Linked DNA regions of Mus musculus: region 1 is linked to region 2. Evidence: chromatin contacts called from public Hi-C data. All regions are on one chromosome and are shown on one strand. Each heading gives the region's core, a stretch centred on a gene start, on an enhancer-like site or on the middle of the called end of the contact. The rest is flanking DNA. Distances are from core to core; before and after follow the strand shown. Region 1 has its middle 500 kb from the start of Zfat. Region 2 has its middle 260 kb from the start of 1700012I11Rik.

The links. Hi-C and Micro-C count contacts between places; a contact is called where the count stands out from the background.
Region 1: a Hi-C map of uterus shows a contact between it and region 2, with 4 times the contacts expected there. The contact joins two enhancer-like sites. A contact is called at or near these places in 1 of 484 Hi-C or Micro-C datasets (uterus) and 1 of 115 datasets of contacts at active chromatin or transcription factors (fibro-adipogenic progenitors).

The regions. Positions count from the first base shown.
Region 1 is chr15:67,755,129-67,762,054 of GRCm38.p6, reverse strand. No RefSeq gene overlaps it. Among named protein-coding and RNA genes, the nearest start is that of Zfat, 500 kb to the left of the region's middle. Within about 2 kb of position 2,639, at least 12 of the 459 cell types and tissues checked have an H3K27ac peak or open chromatin away from gene starts, as enhancers often do. A contact at or near this core is called in uterus, where this site is marked.
Region 2 is chr15:67,481,560-67,488,247 of GRCm38.p6, reverse strand. No RefSeq gene overlaps it. Among named protein-coding and RNA genes, the nearest start is that of 1700012I11Rik, 260 kb to the right of the region's middle. Within about 2 kb of position 3,922, at least 1 of the 459 cell types and tissues checked has an H3K27ac peak or open chromatin away from gene starts, as enhancers often do. A contact at or near this core is called in uterus, where this site is marked.

The DNA of each region.
Region 1 (6,926 bases), core at 1,390-3,889, 280 kb before region 2:
GGATACTTTCGAAGGGGAAATTAGGAAAGGGGATAAAATTTGAAATGTAAATAAAGAAAATATCTAATAAAATATACTAAGTAAAATGAAGTTTTCAAATTTTCAAACTTTTTTACAAGTGAACATTTTGGTCATTTCCATCCTTTTACTATTAAAATTCATTACACCTTTAAAAAAAAAGAAATTTTAACATGATTTTTGCCATGACTTTACACTGACACTTAAAATTCATTTCTTAGAAATGCAAAGGAGGTATACTTGAAAAGAAATTTATCACTTTTGTGGATATAAAAAGTGTCACTATTAAGATGTCAATTCCTTATGCAGCAGAGGACACTTTGAAATTCTTAGTGGTCTTGAGTCGGTAGATTTCCAAGGAGGGGCAGTGTGATAATATGATCCTTGTGTGAGGGATAGATTAGGAACCAGGCAAAAAAGAGATGATAAAAATAAAGAATGAAACAATGTTCTTAAAGCTATAGGAAGGGACACAAGTCAAAGAACAGACAGGTATGTGAAATAGAAGGCAAGGAAAACCCTTTCCTCCTGAGGTCTACTAAGGGAACCTGCCTGCTATATAACCTGATAGTATATTAGTGAAACTGATGTCTAACTTCTGAGCTCTAGAATAAATGGATTTAGTTCAAGTTGCTAGTGCTTGTGATTTATATAACTAGTCAGTTCTATTTAGTGTAATCTGAACGCTCTATATCATGGGCATGCATTGAAACATCATGTAATATTTTATAAGTATGTACCATCAACTTAATTAATTGCACATAAAATGCACAGAGGACTACTCAGCTTCATGAGGAGCAGTGCTTCCAGCTGGGCATTTCCTCCTGGGGAAGGATATGCCTGCCTTTGCTAGTCCCCACAGGACATGCAAACAGTGTCTCCATGTAGCCGCCCTCACATTTAATTTCCCTATTTCACAAGCTGACAGTTTAGCTTGGTGTGCACTGTAAGAGACCAGACCTTTCAGGTGGTGCTCTGACTTATGCTATTTCTATTGCCTTTTTATTTTATTTTTTTCTCTTTCTTGCACTTACAGTAGGAAAAAGCATTTCATCAGAGGTAGGGGTAAGGTCAAGATTGAATGTGGCAAGAAAACTTGTGTGTTTCTTGTAAAGGTTCAAGAAAACCTCCCCCTTCCAACCTCTGTGCCTTCGGGAGCTGATTTTGAATCGTTTCTTAACTTGTCTCTAAAATCTACCAAAACAAGGTTAAGGGCCAAGCTTTGTTCTTATTTCCTGCTCTGCCAGATAATGAATTTGAGACTGCTTATCCATGGATCTGCACTGCACATTGGGTGGAAGTGGCTGGTCACAACTGTGACACAGATATCTCGTTGGCAATATTTCTGAATAGTAATGGTTTAAGGGCTTGGAAGAAAAGTAATTAACAAAGGAAAGGTATGGACATAATTTGGGAAAAGAAAACTTCAGTGGAGTGGCTTTGAAGGTGCCACTCTGGAGGTCATCATATTTTTCCTGGAAGTGTGGGTGTAGTTTAAAGTAACAGTTCTCATCCTGTGGGCCGAGACCCCTATGGTGAACTTCTATCTCTAAAAGTATTCATATTACGATCCCAAACGGTAGCAAAATTACAATTACAAAGTAGTAACGAAAAATAACTTTATGGACTGAGGCCACCACAATATGATGAACTGTAAAAAAGTCTTGCAGCATCAGGAAGGTTGAGAACCACTCATTGCATTAAAGTTATTCTTTTTTTTTTTCATGATTTAAATTGTTCACATTGCTTCCCCCAGTCACCTTCCTCTCCTCCAATCCCAGTCCTATCAAATCCCTCCCCCTAAAAGCCCTCCTTGGGTACCACCCTACCCTGGGTCTTCTAGTCCCAGCAGCACAAAGCACCTCCTTGCCCACTGAGACCCAACCAGGAGTCCGGGTAGGGGAAGGTGATCCAGTGGCAGGCAACAGATTTAGACACAGTCCCCTGCTCCAACTGTTAGGGGACTCGCTCACATGAAGACCAATCGATATATCTTCTGCAAATGTAGGGAGAAGCCTAGACCCAGCCCTTGCATGCTCTTTGATTAGTGGTTCAGTCTCTGTGAGCCTCTTTGGGCCCATGTTAGTTGACATCATAGGTCTTCTAGTGGTGTCCATGATCTCACTGGGTTGCTCTGTCCTCTCTCCCACTTGTACACAAGACTCTCTGAGGTTAGCCATGGGTCTCTGCATCTGTTATATCCACTGATCCATGAAGATACTCAGGAGACAGTTATGCTGGGTTCCTGCAAGAAAAGCAGAGTATCATTAATAGTATCAGGAGTTATCTCTCTCACGTGGGACAGCTCTTATGTTGGGCCAGTCAATGGTTGACTGTTCTCTCAGTCTCGGCTCCATCTTTATCCTTGCAGATCTTAGAGGCAGGACAAGTTTTGGGTTAAACACTTTGGCCTAATCTTAACATGAAGACAATGAGGGAGCTATTATAAACTCATGTTGCAATAAGAGATATTAAGATGCAGGGAGGTTCAAGGGCTGGTTATCCAACTTGCAAGTACTAGCAGTAGTTGAATGGTCCCTGGAGCCAACACCATGGAAGGCTGAAATGAAATCCTTGGGCTCATTTCTGCAGTGACTCACGAAGCTGAAAATACAGCCTCCACCCATCTGCTCACATTGATTCCAAATGTTCTGAGTTCTACACAAGAAGCGTCAGTGCCGAGCCCAGGAGATTTGAAGATGAAAGAGATTTCGCTTCTTTTATGAGTGATCTCATTTCATGGATCATTCCAGCATTCAAACTGGGGATGAGAGCAGGAGGCCCAGAGTGATTAACAAAAAGTGAGTGGTCAGAAGGCCTGAAGGGAAATACAAACAAACAAACCCAAACCCAAATCCAATCAACCAAACAAACACCCCTCCTGCCAAGAATCTTGGTGAAAGCTTCTAGAAATTATTTATCTAATGGTAAAGTAGGGAAGCAATATTTTGCAAGATGTAAGCTTGATGCTGTGAGGCCCAATAAAACATTCCAGGCCATTAAAAGATAGGACCAAAGCAAACCGAACCACAACAAAAATGGAGCAGAAGATTAGAGGGCTTTGTCCCAAGTTTCTTTACATCTCTCAGCTCTCACTTAGAAAAACACAACTAACAAACCAGTTGGCTCCCAGCTCTCCTTCAGTACTCAGAATCAGAATTTCAATGTGAATATGACAACCAAAAAGGATTCCTTTTGACATCATCCCCACCAATTTGAGGTTTATTTGCCCCAGGCCGATGACAGATATAGCTATATCCAGTGGGTTCTGTGGTTTTATGAGGGTGTTCTAGTGAGGAATGCTACTCTAAGCACCCTTTCAGTTTTGCTCAGATTGTTTTTATAGGGAAAGTTATGAGTCTTGGTAATTGCTAGAGTTTACCCTCTACGCCTCCTCCTTAGATGTGAACATAGGCTTCTTTGCCTTCTTAAATTCTTATCACGGTCGCTGTTGCATGGCATCGTCCCTTGGTTGCTAGGTTGGTATTATTTATGAGCTAATGACAGAGTAATAAATACTGTAGTAAATAGTTGCACGGTGACATTTGCTGAACCAAAGTTACAGGCAGCTGGAGATTGTTTCCATGCAAAATTGCTTTCACTATTCTCCCCATTATAATGATCTACAGCCTAGATAAAAGTACCTCTGCACCCCACCCCAAATGCATCACCATTTCCTTGTAAGATCAATAGACCTTCAGTAGGAACCTGTCCATTCATATTGTGCTATAGGAAGCTTTTGACAGCCTCTATGGTAAACTCAGGGAGAACCTTCCCCTATCTGGAATGAGTGTATTTTTAAGTTTTTGTTCAGATTAAATTAGCTGCATTTATTAATTCATTGTGTGAGACAGTTAGTAGGTTTCTATCATGAGTGATACAGTACCTCTGCTTAAAGAACCTAAGTTTTTAAGAAAGGAAGAGAAGCAAATATAAACAATTCAAAACACACATACAAACACACACACACACACACACACACACACCAGAGAGAGAGAGAGAGAGACAGAGACGGAGACACAGAAAAAAGAGACAGAGAGATAAAGAGACAGAGAGAGACAAAAAGAGAGAGACAGAGAGGGAGAAAGAGAGAGAGAGAGAGAGAGAGAGAGAGAGAGAGAGAGAGAGAGAGAGAGAGAAACTATAGGAGGTACTATAAAGAAAGTAGCAGACAGATTCAGAGAAAGTATTTAGTTAAGCTTTCTTTAGTCAGAGAAATATTCCAGAAAAGAAATGCATTAGCTCATGTTTTGAAAGATGGTTAGGGCATTGTGCTGGCAGGTTTTGTGTGTCAACTTGACACAAGCTGGAGTTATCACAGAGAAAGGAGCCTCCCTTGAGGAAATGCCTCCACGAGATCCATCTGTAAGGCATTTTCTCAATTAGTGATCAAAGGGGGAGGGCCCAACCCATTATGAGTGGTGCCATCCTTGGGCTGGTAGTCCTGGGTTCTATAAGAAAGCAAGCTGAGTAAGCTAGAAGAAGCAATCCAGTAAACAGCACCTCTTCATGGCCTTTGCATCAACTCCTGCCTCCAAGTTCCTTCAGTGTCTTGTCCTGACTTCCTTTGGCAATGAACAGCAATGTGCAAGCATAAACTGAATAAACCCTTTCCTCCCCAACTGGCTTCTTTGTCATGGTGTTTGGTACAGGAATACAAACCCTGACTAAGACAGGCATAGTCTTTCAAATGACTCTGGGTTAGTGGTATACACCTACTACATATATTACCATTCCTGTTCCCTATGTTTTCTGTGTCTGTAACATTAGGATTCCTATAAGGTTGGGTCCTCCCAACCTCCCCTGGTTGACTCAGGGTGGCCAGGCAAGCCTTGCTTCTATCCCAAGCTAATTTGTACATGTTCACCTTGTGTGGAAATGTCTTGTCCTCCAGCTTTACATGATTCATAACATAGACAATATTTTACTCTCCCCATAGCTCCCATGGGAGTACATCTCTGTGCCATGTGGAACTGAAGAGGGTTTGACCATAGGGATGGGCACCATACTAATTGTGTAAAAACAAAGAGCTTTCCAAGTGGATGGAGTAATACAAGCAAAGGTATCCAGGCAGGAAATTCAAATTATGTGAAAGAAATAATGGGGGGGGGGGGCAAGATCCTAAAAGAAGTGGAAAATTCTGGGGTATTGAGTTGAGGAGTAGTGACTTTTCCTGGGACATTAGAAGGAGCCACAGTCTTGTGATTAGAATGTTTGTTCAGAATGCTAGGATGCTCTCCTGGTCGTACCTGCATGCACTCTTCTGTTTAAGAGCTTCCCCTAGTTTTCCTGCCAGAGGTGACCTTTGTAAATGACCTTCCATCCAAGCTATAGCAGTTGCTCAGAAGTATACAGTGCACTAACCAGGAAACCCTGTTTTCTCCTTTATTCAAAGCCACATACAGAACTTAAGTAAATACAGTTAGAAGGCTTTTCTGGGATTATTTGCCAACCTGCCTCAAGCAAAGAAATATCTTCCCCTGTATGGTTGTATAGTAACATTGACCAGGGCCTGTACTGCATACAAGTGGGTGCATAGTTAAAGAAACTCAACACAAAAAAAATGCTAAGAGCAGAGGAGGACACAACATCTGTCCCAACACCACTGAGAGTAACTGGGACAAGTGGGATCCAGGGACACAGGAAGCTCCACTCCCAGTTGCTCTAACATGACCAGGATCCCAGGTGCTTGGTCACACCAGGATCTCAGTGTCTCAGAGATAGCTTTACTCCCAGGAGCTCTGACACACCCAAGATCTCAGGATCACAGGATCACAGAATCACAGGATCCCAGAGACAGCTGGACTCTAAGGAGTTCTGACACAACAGGATCATAGGAAGGATAGGCTCCAGTCAGATATAGTGAGGGCAGGTAGCACTAGAGATAATTAGAAGGCAAGCATAAAGAACATAAACAACAGAAACCAAGGTTACTTGGCATCATCAGAACCCAATTCTCTGACCATAGCAAGTCCTGGATACACCATCACACCAGAAAAGCAAGATTTGGGTCAAAAATCACTTCTCATGATGATGATAGAGGACTTCAAGAAGTACAGAAATAACTTCATTAAATAAATATAAGAGAACACAGGTAAACAGGTAGAAGCCCTCAAAAATGAAACACAAAAATCCCTTAAAGAATTACAGAATAACACAATCAAACAGGCAAAGGAAATGAACAAAACCATTCAATATCTAAAAGTGGAAAGAGAAACAATAAAGAAATCACAAAGGAAGACAGCTCTAGAGTTAGAAAACCTAGGAAACAGATCAGAAGTCATAAATGCAAGCATCACCAACAGAGTACAAGAGGTAGAAGAGAGAATCTCAGGGGCAGAAGTTACCATAGAAAACATTGACACAAAAGTCAAAGAAAATTCAAAAGACAAAAAGCTCCTACCCCAAAACATCCAGGAAATTCAGGACACAATGAGAAGACCAAACCTATGTATACTAGATATAGAAGAGAGTGAAGATTCCCAATTGAAAGGGGCCAGTAAAAATCTTCAACAATTATAGAAAAAAAAAAAAAAACTACTCTAACCTAAAGAAAGAGATGCCCATGAACATACAAGAATCCTACAGAACTACAAATAGACAGGACCAGAGAAGAAATTCCTCCCACCACATAATAATCAAAACACCAAATGCATTAAGCAAAGAAAGAATAGTAAAAGCAGTAAGGGGAAAAGGTCAAGTAACATATAAAGGCAGGCCTATCAGAATTAGACCAGACTTCTCACCAGAGACTTTGAAAGCCATAAGATCCTGGGCAGATGTCATACAGACTGTAAGGGAACATAAATGCCAGCCCAGACTGCTATTCCCAGAAAAACTCTCAATTGCCATAGACAGAGAAAACAAGATACTCCATGACAAAAAGAAATTTACACAATACCTTTCCA
Region 2 (6,688 bases), core at 2,673-5,172:
TTTATATTATCAATGTCATCATAGAAAGAATGAGGCAAGGCTACACTAGACACTTCTATGGTGAAGGGGGCAGCAGAATAGGGCTGTGTTCATACAAACAGTGCAGCAGGCCCTCAGAGAAGCTCTGGGGGGTTGTGTGGCCATGTGGTAACCCCTTGGGAATCAGAGGTACCAATCAAGAGCAAGTGGACCAATACCTGTCTTCTGTGAGTGAAATGTAGACACTCTGAGGCTGGGGACATGGTTCAGTGGATAAAGCACTTAGTGCTCAAATGTGGGGACTGGAGTTCAGATCCCTAGAAGTTACATAAATACTGTGTGGCCATGGCAGCCTGCCTGTTATTCCAGTGCTATTCCAGAAGGCAGAGATGATGATCACTGGAGCAAGCTAAGTTCACTAGACTAGGTGGATGGCTGATCTCAGAGACACTGCTTCAGTGGGTAAAGTGGAGAATGATGAAGACTCCTAACACCAAACTCAGGCCTCCACACATAGTTGTTATAGAGGGCCACCAGATACAACCACTCAGACATAGTTTATAGTCAACTGAATGTCTTTATTCCAACTGACTGGGACTACACTCAGGTATTAAGAACCCAAGTGCAATACCAATTGTTTATGGTAAGGTTTTTTTTTTTTTTAAGGAAAAACTCACATACTGATATTTTTACTCAGCAGTTGTAGTGGGAGGAGGTTATCAACAAGCAATCAGTTTAACAGAAACGAATATTTGTAGTTAGCTGAAGTTGGAGGTTCTGCACAGGCAGGCATTTTAACAGAAGTTAGCATAAGTTAGCTGGGGCATCTTGACCTCAGATTCCTAGAGTTGAGTAATTTTCCACAGAACTCTACATCAAGAAGATAAAATTCTAGTAAAACCTAAAATAGCCTCAGCAAAAATACAAAATGGATGGATCTCTGCACTGTCCTGATCCATCTTTAAGTTACACATACACACATACCAGTGCAAAAAATTGTGTTAACACTCATAAGAATATCTATACATATACATAAAAAAATAAGAAAGAAAGAAAGGAAGAAAGAAAGAAAGAGAGAGAGAAAGAAAGAACAAGAGAAAGGACAGAAGGAAGAAAGAAAGAGAGAGAAAAAGAAAGAGAAAAAGAACGAGAGAAAGGAAGGAAGGAAGGAAGGAAGGAAGGAAGGAAGGAAGGAAGGAAGGAAGAAAGAAAGAAAGAAAGAAAGAAAGAAAGAAAGAAAGAGAGAGAGAGAGATAGAAAGAAAAGAAAGAGAAAGAAAGACATTTGTTCTAGAGCTGCATTCACAGAAGATAGTGAAATTTGAATGGTAAAACAGAATCAGAGCTGAGCTGTCCTTATGCTAGTGGAAGGTATTTACATGCAGATGTGAACACACTCCTTGACCAGATAGGAAATGGAACGATGATTATGAGAAAGAAGCAAAGAGATAGGACAGTGTCCTAACTACAACTTGACTAGAATTCCACCCTCAATTCTGAGCATCTATGGAAGAACCCATTTTATGCAGAGTTAGTAAAATGCTGAAGTGAGTCAGAAAGCATTTGATAGGACAAACACTGAAAATAAAGCCATAAAGGAAATAGCTCAGGAACTTTCTGTGTTTAGATTATTTTAATAGCTGCTATGTTTGCTCAAACTGCACCCAGATGCAGGTTTAGGATGAGTAGATAGAATAATGGGGGAAGAAATCTGCCTCAATTATAGGAGGTTTTTTTTTTTTTTTATCTCATAGTTACCCAGGAATGAGGTGTGCTGATTCAAAGCATCTGAGCTGACACAATGGCTCCATATTCATCTCATGAACATAAGGACCTAGATCCTACACTCATGTGAAAAGCTAAGCATGGCCTCTTGCATCTGTAATTCTAGCACTGGGAGGCAATGATGTAAGAATCGGTGGGGCTAAGTGGCCAGTTACACACAACACACAGACACAGACACACATGCACATGTGCACCTGCATGAAACACGCACACACTCATATTCCACAGACACTTATGATGAGTCCCATCAGTGGTGTGCAAACATAGCTCACATCAATATGCTAAGGAGTGAAGATTCAGACACTGCTTGAAGATAAGATCTGCAAGTTGCCTTTTATTTCTTAGTATTTGTGACTCTACATAAAGGACTCAGTGGCAAATGATCCCCACAGCCTGTCTTTAGTCCAGGGGTCAAGTTTTTTGTTTGTTTGTTTTGTTTTGTTTTGTTTTTGTTTTTTGTTTTTGTTTTTTGTTTTTTGTTTTTTTGTTAAATGCCATGGGAACCTTTGCTGCAGTAATTTTATGAACTTAGCTCTCTTAGATATTGAGAAAAATAAAAGATGTATTAGTAAGTATGTAAATAGGAAACTGTAGATAGGACAGCTGAGGACCTGTGGTCTTTAGACAATCATATTACCAGCTCAGAACCCTTCCTGATGGCAGGACCAACCCTTCCTTCCATGGTAACTAGAATTACTGCCCTTTGTGGTTTCTAGGTTTTCCTTTCTCTTTCTTGTGGATTTTTCCTTCACAAACGGAAACCTTTTTCCACTTGTTATACAATCAACTTTTTTATTTTAGCAGCCTATACTTATTCTTAGTCAATGCCTAGTCAATGTGGAATGTGGAGACTGGCAGAGACTGGCCTCGATTGTGTTTTTTGATTTAGCAATACTTAGGAAAGCCTTCCTTCACAATAAAGACACTTGTACTTAGCACAGCCTCATAAATAAATGCCTTAGCCCACTGTTGCATAGTTGTGAATGTGTATGTGTTGCAAGGGTTTACTCTGATTCCTAATGGAATGAGAAACTGCAAAAGACCAAAGGGTTATCACTAACTGAACTTGAACTGACAGCTACTGACCTGGGGGGAGGGGGTTATTTTGCAGGTAGGAAATAATCTGTTAATAAATTTGTGAATAGCTCATGGGAGAACTGGGCAGACGGCAGATAAATGAAAAGACAAACCAGCTGAAACATGCAGAAGAAGGACTAAGCGACTGAAGTGCTTGGGAACAGGCTCCTGATGCCGAACCAAGCACACAGGGGTAGGGGTGAACCCAGAGCAAAGCTGATGACCCTGTGAATAAAGACGGAGAACCTTTGCCATTCCCAGAAGCAGAGACAGCAAAGACGTCTTGAATCTGCAACCTGGAGGGACTTCTCCTGTAATAAGAAGCATTAGGTGGGGGAAGTAAGGCTGGCACAGTGGCCACAGCATTCACTCATGTTTGAAAGAAACCAGATTCAACTCCTGCTGCTTCTGCCCTTTGAGAAGATCTCGAAGAAGCTGCATCTGTATCAAAGACTTTGCGTACCACTTGACCTTGGCTCAGTACATCTTGACTACAGTGATGAAATGTTGTAGGTCGGGTACCAAAATTACCCTTTGCTATCTTTATCCCCTTTAAAGAGCCATTTATAATCAACCTCAGTATCTGACCTTAAATCCTCCAGGCTTTCCCCAAAACTCTTTAGTTTGGTACACCTGCCAGCCCCGTCCTTCAGCACTCTAGTTATGAACATGATAAAGACAATATTTAAATAGCATCAACATCTCGGCCTCACCAGAGCCTGCCTCCTCACAGTCCCAGCTATGCAGTTTGTAAACACATTGATTCCTGACTTTCTTTCCCAAAGCTTCTTTTGTCATAGAACTTGTCAAGGAACTTGTCCTCAAATCTCTAATTCTGATCCATGGTCACTGATGTGTGGCTCAGAATAAACGGTTTTCAGATAATGGAGATGGTCTATAAAAGCCAGACTTTCACTTGCAAAGCCTGCTTTGTTTTGTTTTGTTTTTTGAAAGAAGCCAAATAAGTAGAATCTCTCCAAGTCTATTCCCAGCAAAGATTTTTAAACACAAAAGCTGTGTGCAACAGATGTCATGGTGAAAGAGGCTTGGAATCCTCGCATTTCGGAAGCTTGATTGGGCGGATCATAAGTTCAAGGGAGCCTGAGCTGGAAAGCTAGGCCCACGGAAGAAGCCTGCGCTTTGCAGTAAAAGACTGCAAAAAAACAAAACAGAGTCACTTTGGATAGCAAAACATGAAAGGCTTAACCATTTACTGTGCAGCTTCCAGAGCAAATGTAGAATGCCCTGCAGCTTTCTAAAACAAAGGATTCCTAAGCACTGGAGCTGAAGTAACAGGTACTACCTTTCATTAGAGATGAAAATGAGAAAGGGCTGCCTAACAGTGTCTGCAGAACAGAGCTGCTGTCATGGGAGTTAGCTGTTACCAGATCGACTCTTTAAAGTTAAGATTTCTGGACCTTGGAGCTGCAGAGATTAGGAGTGCTGCGCTCATTAGGAGTGCAAACTGCTCTTGCAGAGGACTAGGATTTGGTCCCTAGCACCCATGTCAGACATGACCTCTTTTGACGACCATGGGCATCTGCACAAACATACATACATATCCACACACATATACATAATTTAAAAAATACAATAAATTTCTTCTTAGAAGATCTCTCTGCCCATTCTTAGGTCTCTGACTCAACAAAAAAAAAATGTGGCAGGCTCAAATACCAATGTTTATTGATGTATTCTAGAAGGTTCCAATGGACAGACTAACAGAATGATTCTGTGTTTGGTAATTGCCTATATTCTTTCTTTGAAGCTTTCTAGACATGGAGCAGAGGCAGCAGGAAAGACCCTGGAGATGGGGAGATCAATTTATCATGACTTAGACAAGTGACATGCTCTTAATTCATACAGCCCTTTTGTAATAGGCATTACTCTGCACATTCCCTGTGGAGTGAGTAACAGGGGCAGGGGCTGTGGGTGATCTCTTTGTGTCTATTTCTCTGCTGAATGCACCCTTTAAAACATCAGGCGCTTTCATAGTCCTATGTAGCAGGAGTTCCTTATGTCGCTCCAGCTTGGGATCTGCCTCCTTCCACAGGCACATGTGTGAGGCACAGCTACCTCCTCTAATCCAGTTCCCTGATGAATGTCCTCTCTTCAGTCCTGCCTCTCTTATTCTTTCTCTTGAGCACAAGCAGTCAGTAATCTCTATTTGTTTTTATCAGACATGAAATCTCTTTAGAATATTACCCACTGGAGTGTGTCACATATTGGCTGTCCATCAATAAAAAGTGTAGATTGGTCCAGGGATCCACAATGGATGCTGAAATCTTCAGATGTTTAAGTCTCTCATATTAATTAGCATAGTACTCAGGTGTAACTCCTATGCACACTTTCCTGAAGATTTGAAATCATCTCTTGATTACCTATGCTATCTACTGAAATGAAACACTCTACAATTAGTTGCTATATTGTAACTAATTTAAAGAATATGATAGGAGAGTGTGCACTTTCAGTACAAAAATTTTCCTAAATATTTTCGGCATATGATTGGTTGAATCTAGGAATGTGGAACATCTAAAAATGGAGGACTAACTACAATTATTTGCTAGCTAGGTTAATGTCTCTTTTTCCTTTAGAATGTAAATTGCATAAAATAAGAAACTTAACTCTAGTATTCTCTCTTCTCCAAGCCTAGGACATGGGACACTGGAGAGCTCAATGAGTAAATATAAGAAGATACTCATTCAAAGATCCAACAAGTCCATGGAATTTAGGCTGCTCTATATACCTCGGATTTGGGTAGTATAGCCTCGTGTAGATTAGTCCAACAATCCTGTGGAGATATTTTTACCACAGTCATCTCTGGGTCAGAATTTGATTTGCCTCCTAGGTGTCAGTAAGATGTGAAACATTAGTCTACAAAAATCAGGGAGTTTGGAAACAGCTTTATCAGGCTTGACTCTCATGGAAGTTCTTTGTACAAAACAGAGACACAGTTCTTAGTACATCTCTTTGGAGACTGTATTACCATCAGAGGTCCTGGATGCTAGAAAATGGGACCTATACCCCTTTCCTTCGAGGCAAAGGACACTGCTATTTCTTAGCACTAAAGGCCATTGTATTGGTCAATTCATTTCTTTATTAAAATATCCGAGACTGGATAACAAGTGTAGTATACACCATAAAAATATATTATTTGACATTTTGGAGGTTGGAAAGTCAAAGTGAAAGTTCCACTGGGTTCTTTGTCTGCCAATAACCCAATCTCTGCTTCCAATTTGGCTACTTCCTAGATTCTCTTGTACATTCTCCAGTGGGAATGGATGTCTCCTCATATGACAAAAGAAACAAATGGGCAAAGAGTATAGATAATTCCCTCCAGTCATTTTAAGAAGGTGCTAAACTCATCACTGAGTGTAGGGCCTTCATTGCCTAATCCCTGCCTAAAGCTCCACCCCCAGTACTGATGGACTAGAGATTCAGTTGCAACATAACTACCACAGAGGACACACATATTCAGACCATGGCACCTCGGGTGCTGCCTTAGTCATTCTGAAAGTGAAGTGTTTTTCTGAGGAAGTTGGGAGTAGTTTCCAGGGTACACCCTACATGTCACTTGGCCTAAACTGTAGAAGCAATGAAACTGGCACAGAACTTCCGGAGGAGGGCCAAAAGTCAGCCAGACAGAAGAGCCACTTCCAATGTAATAAGCATGGATGGAGCAATAAAATAGCTTGCAATAGCCTTTCTGAGCACCATCTGTTTTCACACTGTATGGAACAGGGCAGGGAGGTATTCAGGCAGTGTCTATGCTTAAGTGTGTCAGCCTTGGCTTTATCACTTGACTCACTGCCTTCTGAAAGTTTACTCACACTGAACCCAGAGAAGCATTC